Linked DNA regions of Mus musculus: all the other regions are linked to region 1. A link is a contact called in public promoter capture Hi-C data. All regions are on one chromosome and are shown on one strand. The core of a region is the stretch at or near the end of the contact, and the rest is flanking DNA. Distances in the headings are between cores, read along the strand shown.

Region 1 (4,265 bases), core at 967-3,466:
TATATGCATGTTTGATTGTGCATGTATTCATACATGCACACAAAGGCCAGAGCTTACATGTTCCTGTTGGGTGGGGACATGGCATACATGCATACGTGTATGTGTGGAGGCCAGAGGTTGACCTGTGGTGTGGCCTTTGACAGCTCTTTACCTTATGTACTGAAACGAGTCTCTTACTTACACCAAAGCTTGCTGGTTCTCAGCTTGTTGAGCTAGTCAGCTTGCCCTGGAGACTACCTGCCTCTACCTCCCATGCACAGTATCACGGTAGGCTACCAAGCCTGCCCACATTTTAGGTGGGTTCCTGGGGTTCTAACTCCTGGTCCTCACATGCAAGTACTTCAACTGCTGAGCCATCGCTCCAGACTATAATTATTATTTCTTCTTCCCCCCTCCCTCCCCCTCCCCTTCCTCTTCTTCTTCCCCTTCTTCCCCTTCTTCCCCTTCTTCTTCTTCTTCTTCTTCTTCCTCTTCTTCTTCTTCTTCTTCTTCTTCTTCTTCTTCTTCTTCTTCTTCTTCTTCTTCTTCTTCCTCCTCCTCCTCCTCCTCCTCCTTGTTCTTCTGTCTCTATCTCTGTCTTTTTCTGTCTCTCTCTGTCTCTCTGTCTCTGTCTCTCTGTTTCTGTCTCTCTGTCTCTCATTTAGCAATCTTCCTGGCTCAACCTCCCGAATGCTGAGATTACAGGTGACACAACCACCATCAGTCAATGTGTGTGTGTGTGTGTGTGCTCGTGCCTGTGTGTGTGCATGTGTGTGTTGGGGAGCATAATCAGATGAAATGTTAGGATTCCTCTTCCACACTCAGCAATATGACTAACTTTCTGTTTTGCTTTTGTAGTAGCAGTTTTGCTGTCCTTTGACTTCTCAGATAGGAAGCATTTGGAGGCAGGGCTCCGGGTGGGGACTTTCTCTTCTGTCCTCTGCAGTTTTCAACAGATACTGATGCTGATGCTATGCTGGGGGAGGGGCCACTTGCTTGTCTCTTTCCTGCTCTTTGGGGTTTGTCCTGCTTCCTCTTCTTTCCCTTCACTCCCAGGCCTCTGAGGGGCAACAGTTGTTCCCACTTATCTGACTGTCCCCAAGACTCTTGGGTGTTTTCAAGCCTGTCATCTCTTCAGTATTTTACAAATCTCTTCCCTGGTCAGTACAGTGCTCGGATTCTAGTACTTGGAACGGAACTTCTTAGGGTATGAGAAACCTGTCTTCTGTGAAGGGTGTTTGCAGAATGGGGTGCCTGGTGGAATGGGGTGCCTGGTGGAATGGGATGTCTTCAGGAATGGGGTGTCTTCAGGAATGGGGTGTCTGGTGGAACTAAGAGGCTTTCCCTTCTCACTTCTGAGAAGTCTGAAGTTCAGGTGAGGCTCAGAATCCTGGTAGCCCAAGGCTTGCGGTGCTCTTTGTTCAGGATTGGGCAGACTGCCGCCCAGGGAGTTCCTTCCTCCTGCAGTGTGGGCAGATCTCAGAAATATTTGCAGGCTCTCAAGTACTGGAAATTCTTTTCCAGACACAGGGACTTAGAGTCACAAGGTCATGGACAAGGTTACAGTCACCAGAGCTGCTGTCAGGGAACTCGCTGCTGCCTGCTCTATTAAGTGGGTTACTATGCTCACCTCATTCCTTCAAGAAAGCAACCAATAAAAAACCGAAAAGATTTAAAAACATAAATTACCATCTATCTCCCCTCTTTTTCACGTTTATTTAAAACCACCACCATTCCATTTTGCTTTTAAGAGCAGGAAGGGTCATCCTTACAAGCAAGCGCCTTGAAATCTACCTTCCCTGTCTTAGTCTTGTTCAGACCACAGGGCAGTGCATTCCTGTTATCCCAGGACTCAGAAGTCTGATGCAAAAGGAGTGCTGCGAGATTGAGGCCAGCATGGGCTGGATGGTGAGTTCGAGGTCAGTCTGGATTATAGGATGAGACCTTATATTAAAAAAGAGAAAGCACAAATAAAAAATAAAAACCCAAGAACCCACTATTGCCCAAATAGTGAATGTGACGGATGGCGGGCCGGGGCGATCTCTGCAGACTGGCCCATTCCAAGTCTTTGGGGAACCGCGCGTCCGCGCCCGCTGCCTCCACCTGCCACTCCCGGGGGCGCGCAGTGGGCGGGGCGCCGCTGCCATGGAGACTCGGCTCCGCCCCCGCGCCCGCCCCTCAGCGTCGATTGGTCGCCCTTTGCTCCCTGACCCCGCCGCTGGGCCGCCGCTTCCTGCCGGGCGCCGAGCGCCGAGCGCCGAGCGCCGCCCGCCGAGCGCCGCGTCTTCCCGCGCCGCCGCCCCGAGCTCCGCCCGCCGCGCGCTCCGCCCGCCGCGCCGCCAGGCTGCCCGGCGGCCGCCCAGAGCGAGGATGCGGCGGCGCTCGCGGATGCTGCTGTGCTTCGCGCTGCTCTGGGTCCTGGGCATCGCCTACTACATGTACTCGGGGGGCGGCTCCGCGCTGGCCGCGGGCGGGGGCGGCGCCGGCAGGAAGGTGAGTGCCGCGAGGCCTGTGCGCCGACCCGGGCCTGCAGCGGGGAGGCGCCGTGCACCGAGAGTGCTCCCCGGCTCGGGGCAGCAGATGTGGGGACCCTGGCCGGGACGCGCGCCTCAAGTTTTCTCCGGGCCCTCAGGCCAGCGGCGCGAGCTCCGGCCCTGTCCGGCTCACCCGCGGCTCTGGGTGCAGCGACTTGCCTCCCGCATGCGGGGCGCGGGCACCCGGAGCCACGTACCGCCCTGCGCCAGGATCTTGGAGGCTGTTATCTCGCTGGCGACACTGCGCTCCACTCCCTGTGCCGGGATCATAGGGACAACCCTTCCGCCGGACTCCCTGCCCCCTGCTCCGTACTCCGCCCAGATCACCCCGGAGCCCCACTCCCTGCTCCGGGATCTTGGGGATCGTTGTCACCCGAAACCCGGTGCTCCCCGAGCCACATTCCGCCCAACTGGAACCCGCGACCCTCTCGTCTTGCGCCCAGATCTTGGGGACCTTGGTCGGGCTGGAACCCTGGTGCTCCAGTGATCAGAGGCGTGATCCCTCCCTATCCTCCCCATCCAGCACCCCGGCAGTGAGGTCGTACCGTGGTTCTGTCAGACCTCCCGTTCTACTTGCTACACTGCCCACCTCGGCCCTTGGCCGCTCACGGCGGCGGGAACTACCTAGCCTTTTGCGCTTGCATTTCCTAACCCCAAGTCCGCATTTCCTAACCCCAAGTCCCTCCTCGGTGTGTGTCTCTGGTGGGTTCGGTAGTGAGGCCGGGAGTCTTAGAGCTTACAGGTTCTGATTCGGCAGTCATCTCGGCTTGGGTACCGAGTGGACACCGAGCGAGCGTGGGATCCTTGCCTTGGTTGGTGCTGTCTAGGCTGTTGTATTCTCTCCTGAGGGGTTTGTGGTGTTTTACTAGCTAACGAGCTTCGAAATATAGTTATCTTTTCCAAAGATTTGTAGCCCTCCTTACTTGATTTTGAGTAACAGTACACGACCAGAAAAGAATGGAGGTAGATCGCGGCTTAGGGAGATAGGGGGTAGAATCTTGAGTAGGATGGACTGCCCATGAGCAGCCGCCGACTTTACCCCTACTCAGACACTGAATGTCAAAGGCACATGGCTGATTCCCTTTTTCTCTGGCATCTTCAAGTTATTCCTAGCTGCAGGTACGGAGGGAGGAAGGAAGGGAGGGAGGAAGGTGGAAGTGTCTTTTTGACTCTGGGAGGGGTTCATGATTCGTTTTTTATTTTCAGTAACGAACATGGAAACAGTGTTTCCCTGTGCCTGGCTTGTGTGGGGTGGACACTGACTCTCATTAGCCCTGCTTTCTGAATGGTTGTTGTGCTGGGAGCCCCTGCTTGCTAGGGTTTAAGTCTAGCAAGCGTGGCTGGTGGCAGCAGCCAGGTTTTTGAGAACCATGGTGACTCTGAGCAAGTGTGGTGTGTACGGACTTTGCTTCCCCAGGAGACTTCCCTCGCCTTGGGAATACCCTGGCTGCTGACAATGCTTTTTCCTAGTCACACAAAGATGAAGTCCTGGATCAGCACAGGTATGTATGTAGAAAGGCACCTGTGGCATCAGCCTCCCAGGGATGTCACCCTACCTCTGGGGGTGTCTGTTGGCAAGCAGTTGGCTTGTCTCCTCATTAAAGTTCTCTGGATGCCTAAGAGGTATTAGCTTTAGGTGTGAAGAAAGCCCAAGACCTCTTTGTGATCCGATGGAGACCCTATAGAAAGAGCAGATCAATGACCTGGGGTTCTGTTGTCAGTGAGCCATAAAATGTTGTCCTGGCTCAGGGT
Region 2 (4,265 bases), core at 499-2,998, 710 kb before region 1:
GCCTTCTTCTGGGGTGTCTGAAGACAGCTACAGTGTACTTAAAATAAATAAATCTTAAAAAAAAAAAAAAGAAAAAGAGGGTTGGGCATAGGCCACTATTAGGTACCTGGGACATTAGCAGGCTGTGCTTTCCAAAATAGTAAAGCAGTTAAAATGTCAGGGAGCCAATCATGGTGCTACACACCTGTCCCAAATGCTTCACAGGTGGAGGCAGGAGGAGCAGTTCATGTTCATCTCTGATCTTGCTGATGGTCTGGCTTTGAGGTCAGCCTTGGCTACATGGACTCCGCCTCAACAAACAAGCCAAAACTGCTGGAACCATTTCTTCCAGAACCGTACCATCAGGATCTTTTAGCTGCAGTGCTGTTGGAGCCTGTGACTGCACTGGCTAGTAGAGTGTGGGAGATGTGAGACAGTGCAACTCCCAAGGCTAGGTCTTTAGGAAAGAAATCCAGCTTTCTTGGAAGGCTCCCGTAAAAAACAGGCTACCCGGAGTCCACCTGTGTATGTTCCGGCTGACAATCTGAGCTCTCGGCTGACAGCATTCGACAGCTGACCTAACTGTGCTCAGGTGCTTCTAGGTGCTGCTTTTGAGTTTCCCAGGCGAGTGGGGCTCGCCTTAAAGTTCACTGACAGCAAACAGCGTGGCGGCTATGTTGGACTTTTGTTAAGATTTACTACAAATAAGCCACTGTTAGAATGCTCACAAGGATCCGGTGTTGTTCTTCCAGCGGGCCATTCTTCAAGAATCTGGGAGAGGGGACACTGGGAGGTTGGGTTAGCAAACAGGGGAGTCTCATTGCTAGGAGCCTCAGATCCCCACCACTGAGCAATCTTTCTCTCCTGCTGCATCCACTTATGGGTGTGGAATCTTCATCCTCAGAGCAGGCAGAGGAGCATAACCTGCTGTCCCTTCTGTTTCTGTTTTACCCTGTCCTGCTAAGCCACTTTGTTGTTGTTTTGCTTTTGTTTTGTTTCTCTTTCTTTTTATGTATGTGCATACACTGCAGCTGTACAGATGGTTGTGAGCCTTTATGTGGTTGTTATGCAGGGTGCAGCCCTGCTCCAAGCAACTCCAATCAACTCGCTTATTTATTATTATAAATAAATACACTGTAGCTGACTTCAGACGCATCAGAAGAGGGCGTCAGGTCTCATTATGGGTGGTTCTACCTTCAGAAGAGCAGTCAGTGCTCTTACCCGCTGAGCCATCTCTCCAGCATTTTTTTCTTTTTTTTTTTTTTTTTTTTTTTTTTTTTTTTGAGACAGGGTTTTTGGTATGTAGCCCAGGCTAGCTTCCAACGCATGCAGTCTTCCTCTCAGCTTCCCCAGTGGTCGCAGGCATAACACCCTTAGCGTTTTTCTTTCTGGAAGCCCAGCTTTACACGTTCAGTCTCATCAGAGCAGCATGTGGAAGGAATTTTCACAAGCAGGGCAAGGTGGATGGGCCGCAGGAGCGGGCTCTTAGCTCAATATTTGCATCCAATTTGGGAACTTGGCTTGGGAGGCAGATTAATCATTCAGACTTTTCTCTTTATCCGTTCCTCCTTGTGAGCGCCCGCCATGTAGACTCTGGAGAACCCGAGGAACCACAATAGGTTTCTTCTGTAGCCCAAGTTGTAGTGGGAGAGAGACCAGCAATACACCGAGGGCAACACTAGCTCTTCTGGCGCGTTGTTAGGGACGCACTCCCGGTTGCCCAGGTCCCTTAGGGCGGGGGTGGGTGGGAGGGGAGAACTGGAGGATAGTCTCGCGAGGATTTGAGAACCAGCACGGGATCTAGTCGGAGTTGCCAGGAGACCGCGCAGCCTCCTCTGACCAGCGCCCATCCCGGATTAGTGGAAGTGCTGGACTGCTGGCACCATGGTGAGTCGGCCTGTGCTCGGAGTGTCCAGTGCACAGAGAACCTGGGAGGCTTTCGTGCAGAAATGTGGAGAGGGTCGGGTCCCCGGGACTGGGAGGGCCTGCAATTTTGGATTACTAGAATGGAGAGCTGGGCGCAGTTCTTCCGTGTGGTCCCGGTTGGGGAGGCCAGGAGGCCGGGGCCTGCATTCAGGTTCTCTGGGATGATCATCACACTGGCTAGACTGAGAGTCCAGTGTGCAAGGCGTCCAGAAATCAGAAGCTGAGTCCGTCAGATCCTTGGGACCAGTACTTAAGGGCTCAGGGGTCAATTAAGTGTCCACAGGGCGCAGAATCCGGCACAGGAGAAACCCCGAGAACTCGGAGGTGGAAAACCTAGCGTGTACCATGTGGCCGGAGGCCTCCCTACCAAGGGCAGAGTGTCATGGAGTGACCAGGGATACACACCTTGGGTATCTCAGGCTCCTGAGAAGAAGAAGGCCGAAGCCCCCTGTCTCCTTTATTTTTCTCACATAATGCCCCGCCCCACCCAGGAGATAGATGCTGTCAGTAGTGCAGTGTCTTGGCAGATGTGCTAGGGCATGGGTCATTAGCTGGTGGGGTGGCATCTTCCTGCGTCTGCCTGCCTGGAACTATGGCCGATATTAACTGCTGCTTAATCTTCCCGCCAAGCATTTATGGCCTTGTCAAGGCTGCTAGAATAAAGCAGGCCCTGTGAGCAGTGTCTGCTGGGAACATCTGCAGACAGACACAGTGTGTGCGGTGTGCTCAAGACCAGAGTTCCCTGAAGTGGGTTCATAATGGCAGACACGAGTCAGGAAGCCTCAGATTCGGTCATTGCTGTGAGGTCTCTCCAAAAGGCTTATTCTCGGTCCTTGCTGATGAGGGTCTTCTGTGTCTCTGTGGTGGCTATGAAGCGTGGTTGCCAGTATACTTGTGGGGTGGGGCGGGTGTGTGTGTGTGTGTATCCCTCCTTTTTAAAGCCCAGATAAGTTTTTCTTTTTATCTTTTAGGTTTCCACACTACCTCCTCAAATGCTGCCTTTCCCAAAACACCCCTTCTCCACCCCCCCATAAGTTTTTCTTTTTTTTTTTTTAATGTAAGATTTGTTTTATATATGTGAGTACACTGCTGCTGTCCTCCAACACACCAGAAGAGGGCATCAGACCCCATTACAGATGGTTGTGAGCCACCATGTGGTTGCTGGGAATTGAACTCAGGACCTCTGGAAGAGCAGTCAGTGCTCTTAACCTCTGAGCCATCTCTCCAAAAGAATGTTTTTAACCGTAACAAAGAAATTCTTGTCCTACATCCAGGAGTGAATGGGTTTGAAGTGTTTTCTTTCTCCTTCCCTTCCCCCTTAGTGCTTCTCCAAATGAGATCTCTCTCCCTCCCCACCTCTGGTATATTAATGGGGGGGAGGGATCAGTATAATGATACCCCCTAGGTAAATGTTCCAGTCAGCACTGTGTGAACAGTCAAGGTCAAGATTCTAAACAGGCATTCCTTCCCCTTATGCCTGTGTGAACCGAGTCAGTCAAAGAGGGACACCCTGAGGTAGAGCTGACCATGTGAGCAGTCAGTCCATCAAGGAGGGACACCCTGAGATAGAGTTGTCCTGTACTTAACTCAGTCCTCTCTTCTTCACACAAAGGCACCCAAAAAGAAAGGGAAGAAGGGGAAAGCCAAAGGGACCGCGATTGTTGATGGCGTCGCACCAGAGGACATGACCAAGGAGCAGGTGAGCACAGCCCTTGGAGCCTGGCTCAAGGGTGGGGTAGGCACCGCTGCAGATGTGCTGGCGAAACTCTTATCTGTGTGTCTGTCTACTCTCAGTCTGTCCAAACGTAACGTGTCTATCCCGTGCCCGTAGTTTCCTCACTTCACCTGGCATGACATACTTTTAAATGCAGTGTATCCATGTGAGGACACTTTGTAATAGGAACCTGGAAGGCGTCCCCCCACCCCTCGAATATGATAGGTATTTTTAAACTTTGTGCATTTTATTTCATCCTTATCTTTTCATATACCCAGTGGTCACAGAGCTGATTTGTAAGTGTTAAGACAGATATGTCATTCTTTGTTTGCCAGTAAACATTATATCAAAGGGGAAGATTTTAGCCAAGTGTGGTGGCGCCTGCCTTGGGAGGCAGAGGCAGGTAGATTAATCTCAGTAATTTCAAGGCCAGTCTAATCTACATAGTGAGTTCTGAGTCAGCCAAAGCTATATAGAAAGGCACCGTTTCAAAAAACCAAAAAAAGAAGGAGAAAAAAGGAAAGTTTTAAAAGGAACACAATTTACTTAAAACTACATTGTCTTCGTCTGATTAATTACTCACGTTTTTTTTGTTTTTTGTTTTTTTGTTTTTGTTTTTTGGTTTTTCCGAGCAGGGTTTTTCTGT
Region 3 (4,265 bases), core at 848-3,347, 560 kb after region 1:
TGGCTTGTCATGGTTGGTTTGTTTGCTTGTGGAGTTAGGGTCCCACTCTGTGGCCCAGGCTGTCTTCTCATCACCACTTTCCAAGTCCTCAGATTTCACGTGTCTGTTGCTTACTATAGGCCAAGCTAGGAGTGGTTTCACAGTATGTCTTGCATGTGCAGAGACACACACGCTTGGCTAAAAGTGCCACCCTGTCCAAGCCTAAGTAGGCTACCCAGGTCTGAAAAAGACAAAGAGAAACAGGAGTCACTTACTGTGCTTACTATAAAATCATGAGGTTTTTAAGAGATATGAATTCCAGTTGGTCCCAGGGCAGACTGAGCTGGGTAGCTGGGTTCAGCAGAAAGGATTTATTTATTTATTTATTTATTTACTTACTTACTTATTGATACAGGGTTTCTCTGTATACCCTGGTTCTCCTGGAACTCGCTCTGTAGACCAGGCTGGCCTCTAACTCAGAGATTCACCTGCCTCTGACTCCTGAGTGCTTGGATTAAAGGCGTGCACCACCACCTTCCAGCTTCTTGAAGAGCTTTCAATAACCCAAGTTGTGACTCTCCTAGACCTTAGGATCAATAGTGACTTTCTGAAGAATTTCTTTTTTTCAGTGTATTGCTGGCAGGACCAGGTGACTGAAGCTTCATCTACAGAGAGTGGATTAGGACAGTTGCCGCCTCCATACCCACCCCCACCCCCACCGTGCAGCACTGCTTCCTGAAGCAGGGCTAATTGGGATGTCCGGTTTAGCAGGAGCCTACCCTTAAACATGGAGCCAGACTTCTGTAAGCCATTCAGCTGAACTGAGATGCATAGAAAGTAGTCCAGAGCATTTACTGTAACAATTTGGCACGGACACATATATATATTGTTATAGTATTTTCCAGACTGGACAGGTGGAAGCAAGCTGCAGGACCCCGGAAGTCCTGTAAAGATATGGGCTTCACTGGGGTGCTTTGCAATGGCTTTCCTGGTGACCTCCCTTCCACCAGAGGTTCTATCCCTTAGGCACAGAGCCAGGCCAAGGCAGCTGCCTCATTAGTCTGTGGCTTCATTTCTCTCCTCCTGCTATCTTTCCAAATGCTGACAGTGGCTGGGGCCCTGCATTCCTTCAGCAGGAGTCTGCGCCACGGTTGCTGTTTTTTTTTTTTTGTTTGTTTCAGTTCAGCAGAGTCTTACTATGTAACACCCAGACTAGCTTGGAAATTACTATGTAGCCCAAGCTGGCCTTGAACTCATAGCAATCCTTCTGCCTAGGCCTCCCAAGTGCTAGAATTACAAGCACGAGCCAGCACGCTGACTGACACATCCTTTCTAAATCGACAATTTCCTTGTCTGTTCCAAGCCAGCTTGAATCGCACAGGAAGAGAGGGCCGCGTGGTGCGCATTTCGCTCCACGCGCTCTTCCCTTCCAGGGCTCGCCCTTAGCTCTATGCCCAGCGCGTACTTCCTTTCTCTGGGCAGCCGGCACTACCCAGCGCAGAACAGCGGGCAGACGGCAGCCAGGCGCGCGGGCGGCGACGTTGCAGGAAGCTCCCATTCATAAAGAGAACACCTGCTCGCTGCCTCCCGCCTCTCCGCACTCGCGAGCAGCCTGGGGAGGTTGTATTTGGCAACCTTCACCGTGTCCTCGCCAAGTCCTCCGGCCCTCATCTTCCACGACTAGCCCCAGTAGAACCAAGGAGACAAAAAAAAAAAAAAAAAAAGGCTTGTAAAAAGATGCATAAATCAAACCTCGCCCTTTGGCGCGAGGCTGTCCGACATTTTGTGCCTTGAAAGCTTTTTGCGGGGAGGAAATAGATTTAGGAACCGACTGTCGCGCTGTGTTGCGAGGCCTTTTTCAAGCGACTGGCCTTTTAGGGACCGCTGTTTACGCTTTCATGGTGGCGAGGAGTGGGCAGGGCGGGAGCTGGCCAGGGTTGCTCTGGCAAGCTGGGCGGGGCGCCGTGCTAATTCACCGTGCAGTCTCCATCCGTAACGGAGCAGTTCTCCACAATGATCCTCCCCACGAAGCCCTCCGACCCGCCCCTGACTGCCAGCCGCGAGAGGCGAGCCCTCATTCGCTGAGCTGACGCCTGGCTCCCCGCCCCCCGCCCCGTTACTCTCGCTCTGGAAATTACAACTCCTGGGCGCGCGGCACGGCGGGCGGGCGGGCGCGGGAGGCGGTGGGGCCGGGAGGGGGATTCCCGAGCCAGCGGGTGCTCGCCCCCCACCCGCCGCTGCAGCGTGGCGCGGCCAAGGTCAGGGGCGCTGCAGGAACCGGAGCCGGCGAGGCCAGCCTGGGACGCTGCTCAATACCGGCCTACGAGGAGGCAGCTCAGAGAGCAGCGGCCCGAGCAGCGGTACGGCGACGGTCTCCGGGCCGGGGGATGCCGAGGTGGCCGCGGCTGCACAGCAGCCTGGCGGAGGATGCGCGCGGGAGGGGGGACGGGCGCGGACTCCGGGCCCATCCTCTCGCGGGCGCTGTCCGCCGTCTGGTGGTGCTGAACCAGCCCTGGCCCCGCCACTCGGGCACTGGCCAAGAGCTGGGTAGGGGCGGGGCGCTCGCAGAAAGAAGACTCGGGGCAGCGGCGCTGCGGAGTCGGGCTCAGTAGCCTTGCTGGCTCACAGCAGCGGGTCACTGGTCCTTCGTGGAGTGGAGGCACGAGGTACCCCGGACGGCGCTACTGCTGCCTATTCAACACCTGGACAACCTCGGAGGCCACCGCGAGGGCTCCCCGCCACCTTCAGACGGCTGCCTCCGGTGAGGGAGCCTCGCCTTCAGGAGGTGAGGACCCCTCCTTTCTCTGGCGGCCAAGCGTCTTAGGGCGGTGGCCTGAGGACAGAGAGGGGGCGTGCCACCCTCGGGTGAAGACAGCATGCCCGTGAAATACCCCCGCCTCCTGACTCAAGAGCGCTGACATCGCCAGCCCAGCTGCGCTTGTCTTCGGAGCCTTGACCATTCTTGGCTGGTCCCGAGCGGCTCTGGCCGCGGGCGCGGCGATGGAGGAGGAGCTGAAGTGCCCAGTGTGCGGATCCCTGTTCCGGGAACCCATCATCCTGCCCTGCTCTCACAATGTCTGCTTGCCGTGCGCCCGCACTATCGCGGTTCAGACCCCGGACGGCGAGCAGCACCTGCCCCCGCCGCTCCTTCTTTCGCGAGGTGCCGCCGCCGCCGCAACCCCTCCGGATCAGGACGCAGCCGCCGGCGCGACCAGCGGAGGCGCGGGAGCTAACACAGCCGGAGGCCTAGGCGGCGGGGCGACCGGTGGCGGAGACCACGCGGACAAGCTGAGCTTGTACAGCGAGACTGACAGCGGCTATGGCTCCTACACCCCCAGCCTCAAGTCCCCCAATGGAGTCCGCGTGCTGCCCATGGTGCCTGCGCCCCCGGGCTCTTCGGCCGCCGCGGCCCGAGGCGCCGCCTGCTCCTCGCTCTGCTCGTCCTCCAGCTCCATCACCTGCCCGCAGTGCCACCGCAGCGCCTCCTTGGATCACCGCGGCCTGCGAGGCTTCCAGCGCAACCGGCTACTGGAGGGCATTGTGCAGCGGTACCAGCAGGGCCGTGGGGTTGTTCCGGGGGCGGCTGCAGCCCCGGCGGTGGCCATCTGCCAGCTGTGCGACCGCACCCCACCGGAGCCGGCAGCCACTCTCTGCGAGCAATGCGACGTGCTCTATTGCGCCACCTGCCAGCTCAAGTGCCACCCGTCCCGGGGCCCCTTCGCTAAGCATCGGCTAGTTCAGCCACCGCCGCCGCCCACACCCCCAGAGGCTACCCCTGCTGTTACAGGCACTTCCACTGCCTCCAGCGCAGGAGGATGCAGGAGCCCAGGGGGTGCCGGGGCCAGCGCGCCGCGAAAGTTCCCCACATGTCCCGAGCACGAGATGGAGAACTACAGCATGTACTGCGTGAGCTGTCGGAGCCCTGTGTGCTACATGTGCCTGGAGGAAGGCAGGCACAGCAAGCACGAGGTGAAGCCGCTGGGGGCAACGTGGAAGCAGCACAAGGTGAGCGTCGGCTGTGCGGAACGCCAGCCAGGGTGGAAGAAAAGAGATTCTCTGAACCCCTTCTTGGTGGGCTTGAGGGCCAAACAGGAATCACTCCATCCATCCATCCATCCATCCATCCATCCAATCCATTCGTCCGTCCGTCCGTCCACACACACACACACACACACACACACACATCCGTCCTTCCATCTACCCACATGTTCATCATTCCATCGATCTATGTATGCATGCATCCATCTATCCATACACTGGGCATGGGTATCCACCCATGCTTCCAT

What was found. Promoter capture Hi-C pulls out the DNA fragments that hold promoters and counts their contacts.
Region 2: a promoter capture Hi-C map of liver shows a contact between it and region 1, with 2.3 times the contacts expected there. The contact joins the promoter of Gas8 here to the promoter of Galnt2 in region 1. A contact is called at or near these places in 2 of 39 promoter capture datasets (hippocampal neurons and liver) and 1 of 115 datasets of contacts at active chromatin or transcription factors (bone marrow-derived macrophages).
Region 3: a contact with region 1 is called in a promoter capture Hi-C map of liver, with 2.6 times the contacts expected there. The contact joins the promoter of Trim67 here to the promoter of Galnt2 in region 1. A contact is called at or near these places in 1 of 39 promoter capture datasets (liver) and 1 of 484 Hi-C or Micro-C datasets (embryonic stem cells).

The regions. Positions count from the first base shown.
Region 1 is chr8:124,229,178-124,233,442 of GRCm38.p6, forward strand. It overlaps Galnt2 (polypeptide N-acetylgalactosaminyltransferase 2), which reads left to right and starts at 2,217. Exons shown (of 16, transcript NM_139272.2): 1 at 2,217-2,472. The coding sequence starts at 2,350.
Region 2 is chr8:123,517,087-123,521,351 of GRCm38.p6, forward strand. Gas8 (growth arrest specific 8) reads left to right here and starts at 1,749. Exons shown (of 11, transcript NM_018855.2): 1 at 1,749-1,866; 2 at 3,518-3,604. The coding sequence starts at 1,864. It also overlaps a transcript of Dbndd1 not described here.
Region 3 is chr8:124,790,922-124,795,186 of GRCm38.p6, forward strand. It overlaps Trim67 (tripartite motif-containing 67), which reads left to right and starts at 2,098. Exons shown (of 10, transcript NM_198632.2): 1 at 2,098-3,984. The coding sequence starts at 2,980. Gm46059 (a long non-coding RNA gene) reads right to left here and starts at 1,466. Exons shown (of 3, transcript XR_001778718.2): 1 at 383-1,466; 2 at 1-220.